Linked DNA regions of Mus musculus: region 1 is linked to region 2. Evidence: chromatin contacts called from public HiChIP or PLAC-seq data. All regions are on one chromosome and are shown on one strand. The core of a region is the stretch at or near the end of the contact, and the rest is flanking DNA. Distances in the headings are between cores, read along the strand shown. Region 1 overlaps Slc8a1 (solute carrier family 8 (sodium/calcium exchanger), member 1). Region 2 has its middle 39 kb from the start of Thumpd2.

Region 1 (3,124 bases), core at 203-2,702, 560 kb before region 2:
TGTCTCTTAGATGTAGGGGAAGTAGATGTCAGGTGTTTTCCGACCCGTTGGGATAGACCAGACTCGGGAAATGTGAGCTTTCAGCTTTTGCCTTTGGGATTTTGATTTAAACTTAGGGCTAGTCCAGTGGGGCCTCATTAAATGCAGTAGGATTATTTCTCTCTCAATCTCTCTCTCTCTCTCTCTCTCTCTCTCTCTCTCTCTCTCTCTCTCTCTCTCTCTCCCTCTCTCTCCCTCTCCTCCCTCTCTTTCTCCTTCCTCTGGCAATCCCTCTCTTTCCCCTTCTCTATTCTTCCTCTCTCTTTCCTGCAGCCTCTAGCTTCTCATGTGTACATGTGCATCGTGTTGAAACTTTAAACTAACCATGGAGTAGTAGTGACAGCCCACTGTCTGATGTGGAGACTTCCAGGGTGAGTGCTTACTGTATGCTTTCACGGAAGGAGTTTAGAACACAAGTAGAGAGTGCCTTGATTTCACAGAGCTCACACTGCTCTCTTCCCTGGCAACTCTGTTTGGAATCTGATTGCTTCGCCCTCACATTTACACCTGTCCTTTGGTTTTTGGGTCCTTGGTGCTTCTAGTCCAGAATGCAACAAGAAGGTTCAAATTACAGGCATCCTTACTTCCTGCTCAGTTTTCAAAGAAGGAAGGGAATGTCCTGTCTGACAAGTGAAGCATGGAAACTCTTTTTGTGGCTGAGGGCTAGTGCATCATCTATAATAAGTTGTTTGAGTCTGGTAAAACATTCATGGGTTCAAAGCCTTTATCCACTGGCCAACATAGAATCTGAAACCATTAGTATGAAGGTCACTCATCTGAGTGAAGAATTCTGACCAAATCCCTAACAAAATGCAGAGGTATTGCTCAACAAAGAGGTACTATGTGTGAATCTACACAAACCATTAGTATATGTTAATATGTGAACATATACTATGTGTGAATCTACACAAGCCATTAGTATATGTCAATATGTGAACATATACTATGTGTGAATCTACACAAGCCATTAGTATATGTCAATATGTGAACATATACTGTGTGAATCTACACAAGCCATTAGTATATGTCAATATGTGAACATATACTATGTGTGAATCTACACAAGCCATTAGTATATGTCAATATGTGAACATATACTATGTGTGAATCTACACAAGCCATTAGTATATGTCAATATGTGAACATATACTGTGTGAATCTACACAAGCCATTAGTATATGTCAATATGTGAACATATACTATGTGTGAATCTACACAAGCCATTAGTATATGTCAATATGTGAACATATACTATGTGTGAATCTACACAAGCCATTAGTATATGTCGATTTGTGAATTTGAAAAGCTTTATGCAATCAGCTCTCAAAAAGTCCCGAGGACCTGGGACACAGCAAGACAAAGAGGAAGTGGAAGAGTTAAAACTGTGTTTCTGCCCACTGAATGCCCTCTTGAGACTGTTCTGATAGGGAAGCGTAGGGAGCCAAGGGCCTGGGAGCAGAGCTCTTGAATAAGAGGTCAGTCACCGGAGAGAAACCAGAAGCAGGCAAATGTGGATTCCTATACTAAGGTTTTACCCTGAAGCAACCTTTGGTTCTTTTCTTAAGAAGTTAGCCTTTGTAAGGCTTCTGAGAAATGGGCAAAGTATTTTCTCTAGAGCAGACTGACAGTCTCAAAATCCTGAAGGCGCTGTATTGTAACCTTTCCACCAGTCACCTAGACAACAGTTGCTCGATGCCAATTCAGATAAACAGTTCCCTGCACATTCAAGAGATCTTGGAAAAAATTAATGTCTCTATCAGAGGCTATCTTAAAAGATGGGATAATCACTCTGTAGATTCCATGCCATTGCAAACTAAGTTACAAATAATGTCTTTGCTGAATCTAATGTGAGATCAAGTCAAAACAGCAAGACAACCAGTGAGTGATTCACCACCTTCCACTAATCCAACCATGGTGTCTACTGAGCACTCAGGTTGTGTAAAAGACACATGGAAAGGCAAGCCATTTCACATTTGTTGAACACTTGTCATGTCATTATCTAGACAAGCTGGTATATATGTGTGTATGTGTGTGTGTGTGTGTGTGTGTGTGTGTGTGTGTATGTTTGTGTGCATGCATATGTATATGTATATATATGCACACATGCACACACATATGCATATATATACATATATATACATACATATACCTATTTGATGCTTCTAAGTGTCCAGCAAAGAAGCATAAAAATGCATTTAAAGGTGAAGACTATTGTGCAGTTGAATGACTTAGCTGTGGGTCAATAAAAGACTACAAAAGCCATGTTCTGGATTTAGTTCTTCTTGCCATGATCTCATAGATGAAATACCATGGCTGAGTAAGATAGGATCTGGACTGCAGAGGAAGGAGAAGCTTGGCCTCTGACCTCGTCGAGGAGAGGAAAGGGGATTTGGGGGTCATCACAAAGAGGTAAAGGGGTTTAGAAAACCAATAAGCTGAGTCATTTTGACCAAGTAAAACATGTTCTAAGCATTTTATGGCAAGGACAGCCATAGAACAATGTCATGAATGTCTCCATAGCACTTGATCTGCCCTGCACTCATTCAGGACTGTGTATGTACACTATAGAGTTGGGATCAATAGTAGCTTTCGGCATTTCCCAAATGCATTTTACACTGGAAGGTAAGATTCATCATGAAGTCACTGCAATGGTCAGAGGCAAGGAGAAAGGGTAGGCCACTAGTCAATGCACTTCTTGGTTTACTTTTTACTTGGTTTTAGAGATAAATTCTCACCATGGAGCCCAAGGGACTCCATACCCCTTGAAGTCTCCTACCTGTGCCTCCAGATTCCTGGGATTTTAGGTATGATGCTACACTGGGCATCCCTTGGTACACTTTAGGTAGTTTATTTATCATTGATGGCTCTCATGCATTCTCCTCTGCACACCTCACTAACACACAGGACTTAGGGCCTCTTTCTGGTTGTGTTCATTCCTTAGTATAGAGTATCCAAGCCTCATAGCAGGTTTCGGTCATCAGGCTGCTTATTCTGCTCCCAAAGTGACACTTGCTTTGTAGACTTCACTATAGGTGGCATCAGAGAGTTTGGAAAGGTGCCACATCTCAGGAGCCTCACCTCCTAT
Region 2 (2,844 bases), core at 177-2,676:
GAAATGATGTAATGAGTCAACCCACTTTAAGTAGGGCGAGAATGGAAGCTGCAGTTTGCCTTTGTCCATGATGATTAAAATAAATAAATAAATAAATAAATAAATAAATAAAATGTCATCAAGCAAGGTGATGTCTAAGTAGCTTCTTTGCTTATCAGTTTGGGAAGTTGTGAGATGGAGCTAAGTAACCTTTCCTACCTCAGAACTTCTCAGAGCTGTCAAAATTCTGCTGTGCATTACCAGTGGGCAAAGGCAGATTATAGACCAAGTAACTCCTCGTGCAGAGTTTCTTCTTGTGTTAGGAGATAAACAGTTACCATCCTGGTGATATGTAAATCATCTCTGTGAAGACAACATGATGAGTGCAGATAGAACTCCTGACTAAAGCTGAGAGGGCAAGGAGGATCTTTTCCCGGGATGGTCACTTGAGGGGGTTGCAAGGATGGCTGGATGATTAAGAGCATTTGCTGTGCTATAGAAGATCGAAGTTCGATTCCCAGCACCCTTTTCAGATGGCCCACAAATGCCTATAACTAAAGGTTCATGAATCCAATGCCCTCTTCCAGTATCTAGGGGTAACTGCGTATTATATACACAAGCTCAAGTGCACTAGCTAGCTAGCTAGCTAGCTACCTCATACACACATGAAAAATTAAATCTTAAAAATATAATAAGATACCCAGGTGTGGTGATGCATGACTTTAATCCCAGCACTCAGGAGGCAGAGGCAGGTGAATCTCTGAGTTCAAGGCCAACCTGGTCTACAGAGTGAGTTCCAGGACAGCTAGAAAAACACAGAGAAACCTTGACTCAAAAAAATTATATATATATATATATATACATATATATATATATATATATATATATACATATATATATATATATATATATATATGTGTGTGTATGTATGTATATGTATGTATATATATGTGTGTGTATGTATATATATAGTATATTTTATATGTGTGTGCATAGATAGATAGATAGATAGATAGATAGATAGATAGATAATAAAAGCCACAGAAAGATGATGTTGCCCTCTAGTAATTCTATTGAACTATACTTATTTTTTCTCTAGTTTGAAGTACTTTTGCATTATAAGCTTAAATTCATCATTTCCATGAAAGCTTAATTTCTTTTTAAAATAAATTTTACTATAAATATTTAAGACACATAGCATGGTGCTGTGCACCTTATTGGTTTGTTTATTTACTAAATGGTTAGTCTTTGGGAACAGCTAGACACTTTCATCATACAGCTACAGACAGATCGTAAGCAGTCCCCAAATGTCTGTGTGCTGTAGACTTGGTCCCCGCAGTAGCATCATCAGGAAGTGGTGGATTCTTGCATGAGCTCCTGGGGTAACTGCAGACCTAACTTTAAGGAGAACAGGAGGAGCCTAACTCCTTCCTCTTTTTCTTTCACTTCTCAGCTGTGAGCCACACAATACCTTGGCTGTGTTCCACTCACTTGCCCACCATGATGTCACCACATGCCACAGCAACAGAGGAAACTGAGACACAGTAAACATTTTCTCTGTGTAAGACATTATGTTGGGAAATGCTTTCTAGTGATAGAAAGATGGCAAACAGAAAGGCTTTCTCATACATCCTACCTGAGATAATTGCAGCTTTAATCTCTATGGTTAGCAAAATTCCTGAACCAAGTCATCTGCTAATATCAACTGCAGTCCTCCCTTGAACATTAGATAGCCTGGCATCTAATGTTTATGCTGTTTGCCTGGCATCTTCACATTTCTTCCCTCCTTATCCTGATCCTGATAAGAATGCTTTTATTCCTATTTATACATATTTAACCTTGTCTTGTCAGTGCTAGAAGTTGAACCCAAGGCCTGGCACACAGCAACAAAATAAAATAAATATAAATAGAAAGATAGATAGATAGATAGATAGATAGATAGATAGATAGATAGATAGATAGATAGATCCCTCTACAGTGAACTATATCCCAGCAGCTTGGCTGGGGTTTTTTTTCTTTTTTCTTATTTTTAACTTGAAAATAAAATAAAAGGTATTTCTAAGCCAAACCTATGCTATCTGGCTATAACTGGAAAGCTTCAGTAGTCTCCTGCCAGTGCCTTTAGGTACATGAAAGAAAGGTTAATCAACTAAAGCAACTAGAGACCAAGCAAGTTCAGAGACAGAATATATCTGTGCTTTCTTATGTGATCCTTAAATAATGAACTACCACTTGCACAAATTACAAGTTATCTGGCAGGAGTCTCATCTTACTTTGGCCTTCTTCTCTAACTTATTTGTCTCTTTCTTGCCTCAAGAGAAAACCATTCCTCCTGCTTTGGTGTGCTCCCTGCCTGCTTCCCAGCACTTCCTGCCTGTTTTCCAGTGTGTGTACTGCCTAGTTCCCAGTGTGCCTCCTTCCCCTCTCTGGGTAAGGCATTTCTCACTTCTGTCAATCCATTGAGTTTTCCCAAATCCATTTCTATCTCAGACACACCCAGGGAGAAATGATTGAAGAGTTTACGAACAGATCTACTCCTGCAATGTCTGCTGGTGATGCAGCCATCAAAGACAATGACCTCGGTGCATGCACATCAATCCAGAAACAGCTCTGAGAACACTCGTGGTGATTAGAGGATCTTGGTGGCAAGCTAGTAAGATGTGATTGACAAGAGGAAGTTCGAGGTTACTGAAATAGTCCCTATTCAGTTCAATCTTTAAAAACCCACTTTGAGCCCTGATATCTTACTAGCAGTGGTGAAAATAGCAGCATCCTCCTCTCAGAAGCTTAAAATACTTTTCCAGCGAGACTGCCCACTTGCAGAAGCAGGAAGATAAAATTGCATCCGCGTGCACTTCTCTCTCC

Evidence for each region. HiChIP or PLAC-seq counts read pairs in DNA pulled down with a chosen protein or histone mark.
Region 1: an H3K27ac HiChIP or PLAC-seq map of microglia shows a contact between it and region 2, with 5 times the contacts expected there. The contact joins two enhancer-like sites. A contact is called at or near these places in 1 of 115 datasets of contacts at active chromatin or transcription factors (microglia) and 1 of 9 other capture datasets (embryonic stem cells).

The regions. Positions count from the first base shown.
Region 1 is chr17:81,663,444-81,666,567 of GRCm38.p6, reverse strand. The region is part of intron 1 of Slc8a1 (solute carrier family 8 (sodium/calcium exchanger), member 1); the gene reads left to right. Among named protein-coding and RNA genes, the nearest start is that of Slc8a1, 73 kb to the left of the region's middle. Within about 2 kb of position 1,452, at least 13 of the 459 cell types and tissues checked have an H3K27ac peak or open chromatin away from gene starts, as enhancers often do. A contact at or near this core is called in microglia, where this site is marked.
Region 2 is chr17:81,103,008-81,105,851 of GRCm38.p6, reverse strand. No RefSeq gene overlaps it. Among named protein-coding and RNA genes, the nearest start is that of Thumpd2, 39 kb to the right of the region's middle. Within about 2 kb of position 1,426, at least 37 of the 459 cell types and tissues checked have an H3K27ac peak or open chromatin away from gene starts, as enhancers often do. A contact at or near this core is called in microglia, where this site is marked.